2 separate regions of the Gossypium hirsutum genome follow, and region 2 is linked to region 1. Evidence: chromatin contacts called from public Hi-C data. All regions are on one chromosome and are shown on one strand. Each heading gives the region's core, a stretch centred on a gene start, on an enhancer-like site or on the middle of the called end of the contact. The rest is flanking DNA. Distances are from core to core; before and after follow the strand shown. Region 1 holds the start of LOC107898872 (E3 ubiquitin-protein ligase RING1-like). Region 2 holds the start of LOC107898875 (FAD synthetase 2, chloroplastic).

The links. A called contact is a pair of places that touch in the nucleus more often than the background predicts.
Region 2: a Hi-C map of leaf shows a contact between it and region 1, with 2.0 times the contacts expected there. The contact joins the promoter of LOC107898875 here to the promoter of LOC107898872 in region 1. A contact is called at or near these places in 12 of 34 Hi-C or Micro-C datasets (callus, fibers, hypocotyl and 2 more).

What each region holds. Positions count from the first base shown.
Region 1 is chrD04:52,842,644-52,848,504 of Gossypium_hirsutum_v2.1, reverse strand. LOC107898872 (E3 ubiquitin-protein ligase RING1-like) reads right to left here and starts at 1,481. Exons shown (of 2, transcript NM_001425982.1): 1 at 433-1,481. The coding sequence starts at 1,454. The coding sequence ends at 438.
Region 2 is chrD04:53,024,845-53,030,242 of Gossypium_hirsutum_v2.1, reverse strand. LOC107898875 (FAD synthetase 2, chloroplastic) reads right to left here and starts at 3,927. Exons shown (of 7, transcript XR_001684513.2): 1 at 3,507-3,927; 2 at 3,245-3,297; 3 at 3,024-3,159; 4 at 2,737-2,912; 5 at 1,817-2,625; 6 at 1,687-1,756; 7 at 1,305-1,590. LOC107898874 (50S ribosomal protein L15) reads right to left here. Exons shown (of 4, transcript XM_016824439.2): 4 at 4,600-5,039. The coding sequence ends at 4,779.

The DNA.
Region 1 (5,861 bases), core at 232-2,731:
AAACAGCCTTTCAGACATTACATTTGACAGTCAGTGACTTCCAAGAAAAGAATGCATCTATTCGTCTTTGACTAATTACTTCCTATAAAATTCACACAATTGCATGTTTCATTTGTTGATCAAATGCTGCAAGATCCTAAGGCAATAAAAGAACTTCATAACATGCATGAAAATTCGATAATTTGTCATGCTTAGCAGGCAGTCTCATTTTCTTCTCCAGATTCCTCATGACCTTGGAATACCCAAAACTCGGATGAAAAGCTTCACTATATTAGCTGGTAAATTCATTTGATCATCATTCAACACTAAATTTGATTCACAATAAATTGAACTAAAATCCCAACTTTCAGAAACACCAAAATTATCAAGATAGCACTAGAAAAAAGGGTATCATAATGCATACAATTGTTAAAACAGAATAAAGATACTTACAATTCTCAATCCAAATCTTCTTGCCTGGTCTCTGCATTATCACCTGGTGCAGGACCAGGTCCCCGAGCCTGAAACGGCCAAGGCAGCGATATCCTAAAACTCCTCTCGACAGTCCGATTATCCCCATCAGACCTCTGCCCACTATTATCACCGTCATTACCACCACTGGTCCCTTGTGCCCCGCGAACCCTCCTCTCATAATCAGGATCATCAGTAGGCAGCTCGTGACGACACACGGGGCACGAATTATGCAATTCCAGCCACGGCAATAAGCAATCCTTATGATAAAGATGCTTACAGGGCATCTGCTTGGCTTCAGTTCCTTCCTCGAAATCGTCCATGCAAACTGCACACTGGTTGAACTCCGAATTCAAGTTATTCTTCGTTATATTCACCGAAGGCAGCGCTTCAATGGCTGATTTAGATGCGGGTGGGGTCCCATACCGGTTAGGGTCGTTTTCGGCCAGCTGCTGGATCAATTGCTCAAGGCCCGGTCCGATGAAATAATCCCCGATGTTCGCCGGAAGCCGAAAGCCCTGGTCGGACGGATTGTTCTGGATCACGAACTCGATCTGCGCCCCGCTTGAACGCAGATCGTTGAGATGATTCTGGATGAAGGTAAACGGATCGAAAGCGAACGGGTCGCCTCGACCTGAGCGGGTCGGCCCAGATAGGCTAGGGTTATTAGGGTCAATAGAAGCAGAGGATGAGGTAGTTGTGGATGAAGAGGACGGAAAAAGGAGCGGAAGGAGGGAAGCGAACGGATCCGATAACGTCAAGAAAGGGTCATGGAACGGGATTGAGTTCGGATTCGGGTTTAGGAAACCGGAACCTTGATTAGGGTTTGGGTTGTCGTATTCTTCGAGGAAACCCTCGTTGCAAATGGGACAAGTCGGATCAGAAGAGGGAGGGGATATCGTTACGTTAACGGTACGGTTGCATTGGTAGCAAAAGAAAGGCTTATTGGTTACGCCGACGGTGTTAGCGCCGCCGCCGCCGGTGACGTTCCCGTCGGACGACATGTTTCACCTTTTAGGATTGTTTTGGACGGAAGAGCCAGAGAGGAAAATGAAATGTGTATTGAAGGGGGTCTTTTAGGGAGATCAATTTTCTCTTTTTAGAGGCTTCTAGAAGCTATACCAAGTTTAATTAATTACTTTTTAAATAATTAGAGGGTATTTGATGGTCACTATTCACTACCACAATCTAAATTCTTAGCCAACAAATTTTAAATTGTGCCCACCCCCAAGTTATTTTAATTCAATTTTACCTTAATTCACATTATTACTTATAGTAACATAAAAATATATAAATTTATAAATATCTATTATCTTTTAATTTAAAGCTCATGAACAGATTATAATTTATTCAAATATTGTCTCAAAGAATCAAGACTCGACGTTTAACCAATTGGTTAAAGTTGTAAGCTCCATAATCATTGCCTGAGATGGAATCTAGAAATTACTTGTTAGTGGTGTGTGTGCTAGAAATATTTTACTCTGATCAACGATATAAAAATTGCACCAAGAAAATATGAAAATATAATTATTATATAGATAACTTAAATCTAATAGGTTAAAAATCGCTTGCTAGTGGTGCAAGTAGTGGAAGTGATTTACTCCTACGCCTGAGTTGTAAAAAAACAACCACATAAGCGTAACTATTCCCAAAGAACAAATGTAATCAATTAATCTTCTAAAGGTAGTTAATAACTAGAGAAACTAGCTTAAGGTCATGCCCATGCCAGGCTCAACCACCTAAAATCGTTAGGTGGGTCGACAATGTTAGGTCTTGCTTGCTAGACTAATGAAACCACCCATTTAACCATTGCAAATACATGCTCCAAAAAAAACAAATAAGTTGACCTTAAAAACGACAAAGAAATTAAGCATGAACACCGCATAGGGGAAGTTACAAGAACCTTAACCGAAGACAACCTTTAAGCAATATAAGTAGCTATCGTTGTTGAACTTTAAATCTTGGATCGACTGACCACTAACTCTAATCAGCATCAACCCATCAAACAAACAGGCTACATGATTATTGCTTCATTCAAGGTCTTGCTCCTACCCCTGAATGAATCAATCAAATTTCAGCATAAATCTTTCCTTTGAGGAAGTCCCACCTTCCTCAATCCCCTCGGTCCTTCTTTCTTATTCTTGTAGTGGTGCCTCGATTAGCTTCATTCCGTCACCTCCTCTCAAACAACTTAACTAATATTTCATAAGTTCAATTTCCTTCGGCATAGCCCATCAAATGTTTTCCTTCTCTACCTTTTCTAGAATCTCTTTGTAGCAATATCTTGACTCATTTCCTCCTACCCAACTCTAAGATCTCCACTAGACCCGATTAAAGATCGGGTCACTTACCGAAGTCCAAACCGCTCGAATGGTGAAATGGTTGGCCAGAAATGTAGATTTAAAAAATTGACTTAGACAAAAAATAATGCATATTTTTTAAACGAGTCGAGTTTCAGGTAATTTTTTTTTGTTTAGGCTTGATCTGACCCGAATCTATTGTTTTGTTGTTGTTTTCCTATTATTTTGTTGTTATATTGCTATATTTTCTTATTATTGTTTGGATATTATATAACTCATGTTTTATTGTTAATTTTGTTACTATTTGAGAGGCATTTGTTTGTTGAATTGTAACTATCTTAATATTTTTTTTAAGTATAAAGATTTTTTAATGTATTTTCAGTTTATTGAAAAATATTTATTTTAATATTTTTAGTGTATTGGATGTATTATATTTTTAAAATTTGTTTTATATAAAAGAATAATCTAAAAAATTTAATCCGGGCAAGTCGGATTCAAGTCCGAGTTTAATATTTTTAAGGGTAAACTATCAAAATAGTCACTTTTGTTTCTTTCAGGTTACATTTTAGTCACTTATATTTGAAATGTTACGTTTTGGTCACTTATGTTATTGTCTTGTAACATTTTAGTCACTGAGTGTTAATTGTCATTAACAGTGTAACAGTAAGCTGATGTTGCACGTTAAATCATTATTTTAAACGAAAATTTTAGGTTAAATTATACAATTGGTCCCTATATTTTTTTCGTTTTGAGAAATTTAATTTTTTTCTTTTACGTTAAAAGAGATGGAGAAGCGGAAGAGAATGAAAAAAAGAAGATGGGAAAGTTAAAAGAATATAAAAGAAAAAAGTGCTTAAAACGAAAAAATTTTGGGGACCAATTGTATAATTTAACCTAAATTTTTTGTCTGAAATGATGATTTAACGTGTCACGTCAGCTTACTGTTACACTGTTAACGATAATTAACGGCTCAGTGACTAAAATATTACAACATGTTAACGTAAGTGACTTAAACGTAACATTTCAAATATAAGTGACTAAAATGTAACCTAAGGGAAATAAAAGTGACTATTTTAACAATTTACCCTATTTTTAATCTAAGTCAAACTTAAAATAGAATTTTAAATCTATTTTTTAGTTCATGCTAAACTCGAGCCTAAAAATCAAATTTTAAATTTTAAATCAACCCATTACAAGTCTAATCTCTGCATCTTATTCTTAGTGCACCTCCAGCCAATGGGTAACTTCTGTTTTCAGGTCTACCTTACTTGGAAGCCCCAAGCTCCTACTTCTAACTTCTCCTATATTTTGTTCAAAGTGGATCATGACTTCGGTGCTGATAAAGCCCTCTTCTATTAGAACTAGGTCAAAGTAGGCCTTTTCCTAAGTTATTTTCTACATTTTTTAGGGGCCTTTGCAGTGGTCTAGGTCTATCACCCTCTACTCCAACCCGCACCTGGCTCTCTTTCGTCCCATCATTGTTAGTTTTGTCATATCCATCATCACATTCTTTAATGCTTCCAGGTGCACATATTCCCATACAATTAGACCACTTCTTTTCAATACATTCAATGTAATCTTAGAAGTCTCTGAAACTTTACGGCCTCACCGTGATAAAGACAATGCTCTCACCATAAACTTTTTTACGACTAGATTCAAAAATGGCTAGCAAAATTTAAATGAATGGTCAAACCGACTACATGAAAAACATATATCAGGTGATCTTTAATAGAAAAACGAAGCAACAAGATCATCTTTACCAAGTCGTTTGAGTTGAAGCCTTGAGTTAAAGGCTTTTTCACCTTCACAATAGCTTGTAATTGAATGAACTCTTTCTATCAGCATCCATTTTGGTTTACTTTAAAGTCAACCATAGAAACTCTGTAGATCACTTGATTAATTTTCTCCAAGTTTTCTCTTCTGTGTTGTTAAAGTGGGATGTTATGAATTTGTACCCAGAATTCAGTTGTAGCAAGATCCACATCCTACAAACCCCCCATTCCTAGACCATTCCTTCAGCATAAGGTGGTCATCCAAGACTTTGTTGAGGACTTTTAACTTGTCATTTCTTTTTGTCTTAAACACAAAATTAAAAACATTCCTTTCCATTTCATGCACTTCAAAAGAATCCTCCACCAACCATGCGTTATTCAAAATATAGAGGATTTGTAATACCCAAAATTTTAGTCATTAAGAAAGGGTAAGTATTTTAAAAGTAAATTAAGTATTTGGAGAGAAAGCATGAATGATGAAATTTAATAACGATTAAATTTTAATTTTTTTTAAGTTGAAGGATTAAAATGTAAATTGACCATTTTGGAAAGGAGGTGAAATTGAATAAACATTTTTTTATGAACGTGACAGAGATATGTATTGAGATGTGGAAATGGAAAATTGAGCTAGGGATTAAATTGAATAAAGTGAAAAATATAGGGGTTAAAGTGCAATTTTCTTATATTTATAGAGGACCTAAATTTAATTGTTTTCATTTTTAATCGATATTTGGTGGGGTTAAAATTTCTATGCAATGAGGTGTAAAGGAGAGATAATTTATGAAAATTAAGGTTGAAAAGTGTTGAAATTTAATTGGATGCAAAGGCGAATGCAGGGGGTTGGCAGGGGCCCCGACCCCCCTAAAATGGAAAATTGTTGTTTTAGCTCTTTAGAAAATTTTAAAATTTTAAATTAGTAAAGGTAAAATTACACTTTGGCCCCCTTAAAATTATGAAATTTTAATTTAATCCTTTAAAAATTATAAATATATAGACTATTAAAAATTAAAATTTCATTTCGGCCCCCCTAAAAAAAATTTCTGGCTTCGCCCCTGATTGGGTGATGGAATAAATGGACTAAATTTAAAAAAAATAAAGTGTAGAATTTTCTACACAATTGGAAGGCTGAACAGTAGTAGCTTAGGGCAGCAAAAAATAAAAGGGAAAGAAAAGAAAGAAATAAAGGGAGTAAAAGAAAGAAAAGGAAAACGAAAGGAAAAGCTCTCGTGCATTTTTCTTGAGTTCTTCCTTAAAATAATAGCTTAATTTCACCTCCTGGTGTGCTATGGAAATATTTCAATCACGGAAACAACTTAGAAGACGATGAAAGCTTGGGAGA
Region 2 (5,398 bases), core at 2,678-5,177, 180 kb before region 1:
CGAATCGTATCGAATAAAAATTTTTTGAGTTAATCGAGTTTTCGAATCTCATTTTATCATCTTAACTTTATTTAAAGTTTTCTTGAGTCGAGTGAGATAGAAAATCGAATATATTTGTTCGAGTTAAATTTTAAAAAATAATTTTGGGTCCTTGTAAACATTGTCACCCATCGTAATAAAATTTGTCCACCTTAATCAAAATTTTTATTAACTTTCATCACCTTATAATTTACTTATTAATTTTTTATATACTGGTTAGCTTATTTGTTTGCTTAGTTGTTTCAATTATCTTCAAATTCTTGTCACTATGTATTTTAGAATTAAAAATATATTAAATATAAAATTATGATTTTTTAATAAAAGTTATTTTAAAAATAAAATGTGAAATTGATACCAATATAAAATTTTAACACGAATATTTTATGGCATAATTAAGAATTCAATTTTAATATAAATATTCAATATGACTAAATAATTCAATAATATAAATAATATAAAATGTGAAATTTAATTTAATAATATAAATAGTATATATAAATAAAATTATTACTATTTATATTTAGTGATTTTTTTGGATAAATTTGATTTTTTATTTGAGAGTAAAAGGTGAGAAGTAAAAGTTTAGGGGAAAAATAAAAAGTTTTGGAGAATAAAAGTTTGAGGGAAAGTAAATAGGGGAATAAAATTTTGGAGGGAAAATATTAAAAAAAAATTGGAAGGGGGAGGGTTTGGGGTAAATGAGAGGTGGGATGGGAAGAGAATAAAAATTTTAGGGGAAAAGTGGGAGGGAGTAAAAATTTTAGGAGAAAATAAAAAGTTTTGAGAGTTTTGGGAGTAAAATTTTGAGAAAAAGTAAATGGAAAGTAAAATTTTGGTGGAAAATGGATTTTAGGTAAATTAGGGGGTTGGGAGGGGAAGAGAGTAAAAGTTTTGGAGGAAAAGTGGGAAGCAGTAAAAGTTTTGAGAGAAATGTTAAAAAGTTCGGGAGTTTAGGGTAAAAATGTAAAATATTATAGTTTCATATTCGAATTATTCGAGTTATTCGAATTCGAAAACTCAACTCGATTCGAACTCGAAATTTGAACAAAAAATTCGAGTTGATTTGAATAACTCGATTAACTCGAATAACTCGATTTGTTTAACTCGAAATTCGAATTTTTTTCGATTTTTTCGAGTCGAATTGAATTTTGCTCACCCCTAATAATTTACCCTTATATTTATCGACTGCGTTTGGGCTATAAGGGGGTAAGGATAAGGGGTCCAAAAATTAAACCCAAAATTGATGTCAAATAAAGACTTGAATATAAGTACTTTGTCACTTCACTTGTGGTTCAATGATAGTAATAACAATGTCATTTACTCTTAAGAGCAAAAGATGACTTATAAGTAACAAACTCCATGCTGTTTTATCAGCAACACGAACAAATAACTGCATGCATAAGCATATTGAACAAGCATAAAGAGCAGACTTGTTCACAAGAACTAATCAACACAAATTCTAAATTAACTTTCAAATACTCCATTCTCGAGTAAACTATATACTTAAAGTGAATCAATGAAGCCTAAGAACTTGCGAAGCCGATTACCAACCTATAAATAAATAATGTTCTCAATAACAAATGAAAACAAGGCTAGTCCTAAAGACCAGAAGTAAACTACAGGATATATATGGTTTCCCAACTTTACCCGTAAAAGTTATACGTCATCCATGAACTTGCTTTTCGTTCCTTCAAACCATCAATTGACTGAAAGCATACTGAAAGATTCATTAGAAACAAAAACCAAGCAATAAATTTAAAGATTCACACGCACTCACCTATACTGTGAAGGTACCGATAGATGAGATCCTTCAAAGCCAATACAAATTCAGAAATAATTTCGAGTCAGCTAACTAATCAATATGATTGAATGAAAGCAGTTCCTGCGAGAGGAAAACATAATTCATTTCCACCATAACAAATTTGATATGAATCCTATATTCAATGATTTAACTGATAAAGAAATACAGATCCTCTCATATGGGGGATATACGTATATGGTAATTGCTCTTAAACATGGCTGAGAGTTCTCACCCATCAAGTACTTTCCTGAAATGAACTAAACGAAATTAACTCTTTAATTCACCAAATTCAATACCCAAGACCTGTGATTTTTGAGAATAGTCATTATCACAAAAATCTACCCGATCCATCTCTAGATGGATATGCGATGTGTCGATAGACACTCTACATGTTACTGCATTTTGTTCTCCAAATAAAAGAGAACAGTTCTCGTAAAAACCATCTTTTGGTGGTAGATTTAGCAAAGAAGATCTTGGTGCTGACATCCTTTGTGTACTGCTAGTACTAGTTAAGCTTTCCCAGTCTTTAATCGTCAATAATAAACGATGCGGGCGGCCTAGAAGCTCTGACACGTATTTCATGTCACCTTCAGCTAAAGCCTGCCGAACACGGGTAGATGATACTTGTCCCCTGTCTTTTAAATCTAAACGGTTCATATTTCTTGCATCTTGGTGCCTGTCCATGACAGAATTTATTATGTAAGCACCCATACCAAACTCATCACAGAGTCTCACCAATTCTGAGGCATCACCAGCAGCTTTATAGCCAAAGCGATAGTTTTCACCTGTGACAATTAGCCATCGAAACGACCTATTTCAAATTATCCGGATCAAGCTTTTACTCGATAATATCGAGATAAACAAAATCCTAAGAGTTGAAATAGCTTTTAGTATACCTGCCACAACTCCACAAACTCCGAGCTCCCTCGCTAACTTCTCTACAAACTGCCTCGGACTAAGATGCCTAACGCTCATAAACTGTACCTGGAATTCCTTGGGAGCCACATTACCACAATATGGAGCCCAAGAGGAAAGAACACGCTCACGATCACATTGTGCAACTACGGGTGGCCTGTCCAAAACCATACTAGGCTTCAGTGTAACGAAACGAAAATAGACAAAAAGCTTTACAGCATTACACAAACATTATATGCATGTATATGTGTATTTATATTAACTTTACCTAGGGTCCCAACCAAGAACTTCAGCCATTCCTACAAATGATAAAAGGTATGGGGTTCCAACCTTTGATGCTTGAATTGCAAGTTCTCTATGACCAATGTGAAGAGCATCAAATTTTCCCAATGCCACTGTCCCTCCTAATATCAACACATGACATAAGTATACTAACACAAAAATATGAGTTATGGTAAAATAGAAGTGGAGAAAAACATGAAAAGAAACCTGCCACTGAGGATAGTGCTTCAGAGGGCTTCTCATGCTCGTCTTCTCGTTGGCTTTACACAAAAATAAAATTTATTTAGATGCTTCGAAAAACAAAAAAACTAATACAACCAATTCAAATAAAAAAGGAACCCTACGTCAAATTTGAACACCCATTTAATTAAATTGATTGAAAAAAAAAGAGATTAAAGCAAACTGCTAAAATTATGTACACCAGAGAAGCTGAAATTACTTGTTAAAAAAGTAAAAGAAAAAAGGGAACCTGAAGGAGACGGGGGGAAAAGGAATGTCGCCGGCGGATTTGGATTGAAGACTAGAGGAAGAAACAAATCGAGGATGAAATCGAGGATTATGAGAATTATTATCAACAATCGCGGCGACGGTGGCGGCAGCGGAGGAGGGAGGTTTAACCGTGAAAGAAGAGAGGTGAAAGATTCCGGTGGAGCAAAATCGTGAACCCAAATTTTGATGAGAGATGCGAGAGCCGCCACAAGCCAACATTTTTTGTCGAACTTTTATTGTTATTATTGTTAAAATAAATAAATAAACAAAGTGTAGGATGTGTTTTGCTCCATAACTACATCGTACTGAAGAAGATGAAGTAACAGTAAGTAGCAACGGGTAGGGCTTTTGCGGCTTTGCGCTTTACACCGTTACTGATTTTATTTTAGGCTATTTTCTGATATTTGTCTTATTTAATTAATTTCAACGAAAAATATTTCTAAATTTTCATCAACATTTGAATCGAATTACACCAATCAATTAAATCCGAAACTTATGTTATTAACAAATTGAAAGAAGATTGAATCGATATAAAATCACTTGTCCAGAATTTAAATATTTAATTTAATTTTTATAATTTATAAATTTTATGATAAATTGAATTAATAGTTGAATCGATTATTGTAATAATTGATGCAAATGTTCGTAAGTGTATAATATCCTCCAATCGGTTAGTATAATTGTAAGACTAGAAAGTTTATACATATAATATAAATATATAGATTTTTTTGTATGATCTATGTATCCTCTATTTTATGATCTATAAATATTAATCTTTTCGACATTCATAATTATTCTTCCTATATTTCATATTCAGTTCTTTTAAGTTTGCTTGTGATGCTGCAATACGCCCTGTAATTTCAGCTACATTAGAATTTTTCACAGAACAAAGACGAAATTCCATTCACAAGTTCATCGTCTCTTGCACCGGATGTAACCACCAAGTTCGATCACAAGGAGAGAGATCAGGCAGCCAGATTCAAATGGATAAGAATCATGGAGATGAACTTGCGTTTTCCAGATTCTGAATCAAGTGCGAAACACAAGTCAAAGATTGATGTGATCAAACCGAGTGCAAAGAATTTTTTTTCACTTATTTTCTTGACATGGAAAGGGATTGCATGTATTGATTAGTTTCCTCTGAAACACGGAAAATCCACAACACTATGAGTCCGAGAAAACAAAATCTGATCGCAAAATAACTCATTATGAATATCAATCTTGCTGTTCAACCAACAAACTGAGCATCTGTCTACAAAGCAGGAGAGGTAGCTGGCTCCTCTTCAGTGAAAAACTGGATAGGTTTTGTTGGAGCAGGCAGGCGGCCAATGCTGTCAACTTTATCCTTCAATTTCGGAGGAGGCCTGGCTGGTTTTGGCAACAACCTACCCTTCTTTTCAAACCACTCGGGTTTGAGCAAAGCTCTCAACCCTAATTTGTTATAATGAACTCTCCTCACAGATCCACCCGCAGTTTCGACTGCTTCCTTTGCTCTAACAGTCACCCTTGACACCTGTAAATTTCAACAGTCAGATCGACTCCTTTTCCCGGTTCCAATCAATCAAGAAAAGGAAACACATGCATAATGAATCGACACACGGAATCTAAAGGTTCACTCAATTCAACATCACAGAACATATTTAACTAGCACCCGAAAAACACTAGTAAAAGATTAGAAGTCTATAAGTGTGATTGATCTATCCGAAAGTAAAACCTATAAAAGATAACGTGCAAGTAGAATTAATAAATACATTAGATGATGCGCGGTTCTTTTAATTATTCTAAACCAACATAAGTTAATTTGAAAAGGGCTAAGAAGAAGAAATGACAAGTCAGCAGTGTAACATGAACGATTTAAGTCAAATCTTTTAC